2 separate regions of the Mus musculus genome follow, and region 1 is linked to region 2. The links are chromatin contacts, called in public HiChIP or PLAC-seq maps. All regions are on one chromosome and are shown on one strand. The core of a region is the stretch at or near the end of the contact, and the rest is flanking DNA. Distances in the headings are between cores, read along the strand shown.

Region 1 (3,333 bases), core at 12-2,511, 180 kb after region 2:
GACCACTCACCAAACATGTGCAAGGACCTGGGATCATTCCAGCACTGGACACCCCCCCCCCAAATACAATAGTCCTTTAGATTGCAATATAGTCTGTTGTCTTGAGATATGTCCCTTTGACTTCTTCAGTTGAAGCCATATCCCATTTTTGCCAGTCACCTACTGCACGGTGGTGGATACTAGACATGTATTTCTGTGCTAGTGTAATCAGTGGACAAGTCACATGAGCACAGGGTGGGTGTTGATCATTTTCCATGCAGAGTGTTTGATCCTCACACTAATCATTCATGGCAGAATAAGTGTTGGCACGGAAGCTGTGGGATTGGAGTCCTGGAGGTCAGCGTCCCACCTCATGCTGTTAGAGGGTGCTTTTCATATGTCATATCAGGGAAGGGAAGGGAGAATCGCATCCAGTCTGCAGGGTGGTGCTGTGCACAGATTGTAATGCATTAGTGATGGACTCCAGTGGGTAATGCCTTCGTGCCACGTTAAAGGAAAGCAATAAAAAAACCACTTCCCCTTGGAGTGGTTTACACAGGAGTGCAGATTTGTATTTTCTAGTTCATGCTCCCTGCCATCCATCTTCTGTCCATCGCTTGTGGGAGTCCGAATCTGGGCCTGCCTGAAGAGTTTGTGAATCTGTGTGTCCCTGTGTCTATGTCTGTGTGTGTGATGTCTGTTGTATGAGCTGTGTGTGTGTGTCTATGGTTCTCTCTTTCTCTACTCTGTCTGTGATATATGCCTTTTTTTTTTTTTTTTTTTTGGTTTTTCGAGACAGGGTTTCTCTGTATAACCCTGGCTGTCCTGGAACTCACTCTGTAGACCAGGCTGGCCTCGAACTCAGAAATCCGCCTGCCTCTGCCTCTCGATTGCTGGGATTAAAGGCGTGCGCCACCACCGCCTGGCTGATATATGTCTTTTAACAAAGGGCTTTGCTCTGTATTGAACAGCAGAGAGGGCATCACATGAGGGAAGGCATGTGGTAGTTCATAGAAATCTTTAACAGAGTTTTACAGAGATTAAGTCGCTGGCTCCAACTGTCCCAACTGACCCAGATAACAAATATCATTGTTTATCCACCAATGCCCCTAGATGGATGGTAGATTTTAGGAAATTTGCTTTCAGTTGATATATTTGCTGCTTTCAGGGAGTTGATACACATGCATTGTTCTGGGTCAGGAGCAAGCAGGAGTACATGACTTAAGATAGCAGCTACACTTTAACTTAGGTTGTAAAAACTGATTATGTGGGAAACTCAAGGCAAGTAAGATTGTTGATACATTGTTCTCTTAAAGGCAGGCTAAACAGTCAGGCTGAGTACACAGTAGGCTAGCAGTCTTAAGTGACTTCAAGGTAAATTATTAACTTTGGCTGTGAGGTCCAGCAAAAGTTCTGGTCTCATAGGATGTAAAAGCTATTGTCAGAATATTGCACTGCCAGTGACAGCCCAGAGTGTTTCTTCAACCTGAAGGTTTCCAGAACCGGGAATGTTCTAGAAAGCCAAACACTGGACTATGGGAGACTCGGCAGCCGTTGTGTAGCTGTGAAGCCAGGGAGAGGGCCTGAGTCTTTTCTATGATGCTCCTGTTTGCCCGCCTTCCCCAACCACCCACACTCAGATTTGCCCTCTGTCACTTTGCTTGTTCACTCAGGCCCATCACCATGTGGGCAGCTCAGCTTTCTGTCAACTTGACACAAGTTAGAGTCATCTGGGAAGAGAGACCCTCAACGGAGAAAATGCCCTCATAAGATTGTTCTGTAGGCAAATGTGTGGGGGCACTTTCTTAATTAATGATTGATATAGGTGGGCCCAGTGGCCCACTGCCCTCAGCAAGTGGTCCTAGGTTGTATAAGAAAGCCTTTTTAGCAAGACATGGGGAGAAAGCCATTAAGCAATGTTTCCCCCCATGATCTGTTTCAGGTTCTGCCTTCAGGTTCAGGCCTCTAGTCCCTGCCCACTTCCTGATGATGGACTGTAACCTTTAAGCCAAACAAGCCCATTCCTCCCTAGGCTGCTTGTGGTCATGGTGTTCATCACAGCAATAGGAAGCAAACTAAGACACTGTGTGACAGTCCCTATTCACAGTGTGGGGCCAGAGCCTATTGCCCTTACCATTCCTGAAATCCTCTTGTGGCAGAGCCTTGCTCCATGACTTTTGGGCACTCAGGTCAGAAAGTGCACAACTCAGATGTTTCCACCTCTTTGTAGCAAACCCACAGCAGCTGTGGCATGGGGGGCAAGCAGAGAACTCACTAACAGCCAGGGACCAGTAGGCGTTTAAAACACAAGCTTGACAGCTGGGATTGAAGTGAGGCTAGGAAGTCACTGGGGTCTGGACACAGCATCTGTACTGCAGAAACCTTGGGGCATTTGGCTGAAGTACCTGTTCATGAGAGGAGCCTGAGGTGCACAGATGGTTCCATTTGAAGGCTCTAGGCACATAGGAAAGAAACACCCTTCCCCACTGGAGTTCAGTTCCAAATGAGACCCAGATAGACACCACCAGACAGACAGGCAGCATTGCTGAACTGCTTCCCTGGGTAAAGAATGCTACACAGACACAGAGCCCTGGCTTATGAGGGACAAGCTGAGGTTGTATAATTCATAATGAGCCTCAAAGTTACAGGGTGGGGGAGGTGAGTGGTGGGTCTCATGATCCAGCACAGCCCTCTAAACCCAGCCTTCATCTCTACTTCCCTCCACTCCTCTAGGCTGTACTGACCATATTCTATGTCTCTCCTGGAGTCTCTTCAGCATCGTCTTTGCCTGGAGCATTCTTTTTTTTTTTTTTTTTTTTTTTTTTTTTTTTTTTTTTTTCCTAATCACTTTATCTACTTTGCTCAAGTCTCATTCTTTCAAAGAGGCCTACCCTGAAGATTTTGTTCAACTCTGCTACCAATGCCCTGTTCAACCTGGGGTTAACTGGTCAAGGTTTTGCCATTGCTGGTAGGAATCATAGCCATACCTGTTACAATGAGATTTAAAGATCTTATTGTCACCAAAAGGGGTGGAGGTCCTTCAGTAGATGGAGCCGGTTGTGTGTATGTGTGCAGCAGAGGTATGTCAACACGTTATACCTGACGTGAACTATAATCAAGTCCACATATCCATAATTTTTTTTTTTTTTGGTTTTGGTTTTGTTTTGTTTTTTTTTTTTTTTTTTTTTTTTTGGTTTTTCGAGACAGGGTTTCTCTGTGTAGCCCTGGCTGTCCTGGAACTCACTCTGTAGACCAGGCTCCCTCGAACTCAGAAATCCGCTTGCCTCTGCCTCCCAAGTGCTGGGATTAAAGGCGTGCACCACCACGCCCAGCTCCTTTCTTTCCTTAAGAAAG
Region 2 (3,144 bases), core at 59-2,558:
TCAACCTCTCTCAGAAGTGTAGTGTCTTCTGATGTGTGAAAATGCACTCCCAGTCTTTGCTTAAGCACCCTATCTTCTTTGAATATTCCCAGTTTATCTAAATTCTCTTAATAACAAAAGCTCTAAAATACCTTCTTGTGTGCTACTAAGGGAGTGGCAAGGAAGCTAACATTCCCTCGGTGTTTATGAGCACTATTTTACCTGGAGGAAATTGAAGCAGTTTGTTCAAGATCACAGTTAAACAGAAAGACTGCAATTCTCGCGCGTCCCAACCCGTGAGCCCAAGACTCAAGGCTTCAGACTGCAGCACACCGTTGGCAGTGCACCACGAATAACAGCCCGAGACCCTAGCATATCCTTGTAACAACAAATAGTTGATCCCTTCATGGGTCAGATTAGATGTTCTCAGATGTATCTGTTGCCTTATCAACTAAATGTTTTAGTTAACTAGGAAGCTGTCGAGGTAACTTAGAGGCTCTAGGTATATATATATATATTCATATCTCGAGCTGACGCACATTTCACTCTTCCTGTATTTCCATTTAGGCCATCTTGACTAATCAATTTGGTTGTTACAAAGTTGTGCCTCTTATCCTCATGGGAATGATTAGTACTGACATTACGGATACCGGTGAATGTAAGATAATGCGTTTGCTTTGCTTTCTCTCTTAAGTCTTCCATTTTTGGATGGGTCCCCTGAGTGTGGGGGCCGTATCCCGCCCTGGGATCTCCGGATTTTTGGATCGGAGGTGTACAGTCCTGCAAAGCCAGGATCCCTGCGGCTAAAGGCGCCCTTAGCGCAGAAGGCCCACTCGGTCAGGTCCAGCTCCCGCTCCGGCTCTCCGGTCGGGAAACGTGGGTGCGAGGCCTCTGCCCTGGGGCCTCCCGGAAGCGGGTTTCCTCGGCGGGAAGCACGTCCATCAAGCCGACGCGCCCCGGGAGAGGCCGCGTGGCGGGCGCACACCCTGGTGTGAAGTCTCGGGAACGTAGGCTGCATCCCCATTTCTTGCTCACGCCAGCGCGCAGCACGGCTAGCTATTGTTCGTGCGTTTTTGAGACCATGGAGTCTAGGCCTCAGGAGACTGCGAGGTGACCAACGACAACGAGGGCACAGGGCGAGCTGGCCTCGGCGAGCCTGCCCAACCCCGCCCTCCTCCGAGTAACGGCTCTGGAGGCCCCGCCCCCTCCCATATTAGCGCCCCCCAGGCTGTGCGTGGGGCGGAGCCCCGCGTGGATCTCGCGAGATCCGGGTTGGCGCCGTGACCTCCATGTGGGAGCTGCATCTCTATAAGTAAACAGTGCGCGCCGCCGAGCCATGGCTCCTTCCTATTTGTGAGGCGCGGGCTGCGCTCGCACCTCGGGCGGGTTCCGGTTTCCTTCCACCGAGGAGGGGCGGGCGGGCGGTCGCGCGGTCTAAGAGCGTCAGTCCTCGCCCGCACCCGCGTTCGCCGAGTCGCCGCCGCAGAGAACCGGATCCTCCCGGGGAGGCGGCGGGGACCGGGCGGGGCGCGGCGCGGCGGCCCGAGCGCAGGGCCAGACAAAGGGGCTTGGTCCCCTGTCCCCGTGCCGCCGCGATGTGGATCCAGGTCCGCACCATCGACGGCTCCCAGACGCGCACCATCGAGGACGTTTCTCGCAAAGCCACCATCGAGGAGCTGCGCGAGCGGGTCTGGGCGCTCTTCGATGTAAGGCCCGAGTGCCAGCGCCTGTTCTACCGGGGCAAGCAGGTGAGGCGCCCCGCGGGGAGCCCGGGCGCGAGCAGCCGGCGCCCCGGGACGAGGCTGGGTGTCCAGGGCTGCGCCCCGCTGTGCTCGGGATGGGCCGCTGGCGGGGCGCGGGATGCGGGGCCTGGAGCTCGGGCCTGCGGCTGCCCCCCCCCTCCCCCCAAGCGCGCCTAGCGGGTCGGAAGGTGCGGGACGCGGTGTTGTCGCTGGCAGCGGCCACGGACATAGCCTCCGAGGGTCCTGGGGGATCCTCTTCCCGCCTTTGGGGGGGGGGGGGATCGGAGCCTGGAAAGGCAACAGGCTCCGGCAGCCATGCCGGGGCGCGGGAGGGACGAGCTGGCTTTATTCGCAGCGCCGTCTCCGACTCCTCTAAGGACTTGCTTCTTTTCCGTGCCCCCGGCTCCTAGATGCGACGTGGAAAGGGAAGCACCTTATCCCTGTTTCCTCACTAGAAGGATTTGAACACTGAACATCGGAACGGTGGTAGAATGCGTGCCCCTCCTTCCTTGTCGTCAGTCTCAGACTGGGGATTTGTTCTGTAAAAGATCAGAGACCTCTAATTTAAGGAACGATGTTTGTAACCTGAAGTCGGGTTTAAGTCTGTTGAATATACGGACAGATTATTTCCCCATAAACTTTACCTCTCATCTTTGTGTGTCCCCTAAGTTCGGGCTTTCAACTCAAACCTTTCAGCATAATCAGCAGTAATTCAAAAAAAGCCAGAAAGTTGTGTTGGGCCACAAGGGTGCTTGTGGGCATCTCCGTTAATTTTAAGTAAGGCTCTGCCTGATGAGGCTAAGACGTTTCCTATCCAGTAAGTCTCAGAGTCTTATGATTAGACACCCAGACCCACATTGTTTTTCTTGCCTTTGTCTTTAGTCCACTAAAAAAGTTGGCATCCTGCAGTCAGTTGACCACAGTTTGGCTCCAGTCCTGAGTTTTGAATTAAGTGCAGTTCTCTCTGATTCGATGGAAGTAGCCTATAAGCCACAAAGGGTTTAGAAGGAATATTTTTGTTCCCTTTACAGATTTACAACTTCTCAGACTGGTCAAAATTTTCTAAGTAACAGATTATACAACCGGCAAGAAAAAGCCAGGGTTTTGGTAAAGTGTTTGGAAGGCCTCTGACAGAAAACCTGTAGCACTTTCTGCTCTTGTTGTATCCACTATATTGTTTCTTGAGTGTTTGACCAGTAAAGAGTTTACTTGTCTGGAAAGTTGGTTTTTAAACAGTCATACCTATTAAATACTTTGTAGCATTGTATTGCTGTGCCTCAAGTGGCTATTATCTTTTCCTTTTGGCTATCAGTGAAAGCTATACAAATAGTAATAATATTGTACATTGACTCCTAGAATAGTTGGGCGACTCCAATACAAGAAATAGAAATGAAAGATGACTTATGAAATAGACTTACACTAA

Evidence for each region. HiChIP or PLAC-seq counts read pairs in DNA pulled down with a chosen protein or histone mark.
Region 1: an H3K27ac HiChIP or PLAC-seq map of extraembryonic endoderm stem cells shows a contact between it and region 2. The contact joins the enhancer-like site here to the promoter of Uhrf2 in region 2. A contact is called at or near these places in 1 of 39 promoter capture datasets (the 3T3-L1 cell line), 14 of 484 Hi-C or Micro-C datasets (adipose-derived mesenchymal stem cells, cerebral cortex, cortical neurons and 3 more) and 6 of 115 datasets of contacts at active chromatin or transcription factors (bone marrow-derived macrophages, embryonic limb bud, embryonic stem cells and 2 more).

The regions. Positions count from the first base shown.
Region 1 is chr19:30,205,865-30,209,197 of GRCm38.p6, forward strand. No RefSeq gene overlaps it. Among named protein-coding and RNA genes, the nearest start is that of Mbl2, 25 kb to the right of the region's middle. Within about 2 kb of position 1,262, at least 6 of the 459 cell types and tissues checked have an H3K27ac peak or open chromatin away from gene starts, as enhancers often do. A contact at or near this core is called in extraembryonic endoderm stem cells, where this site is marked.
Region 2 is chr19:30,029,205-30,032,348 of GRCm38.p6, forward strand. Uhrf2 (ubiquitin-like, containing PHD and RING finger domains 2) reads left to right here and starts at 1,309. Exons shown (of 16, transcript NM_144873.2): 1 at 1,309-1,727. The coding sequence starts at 1,575.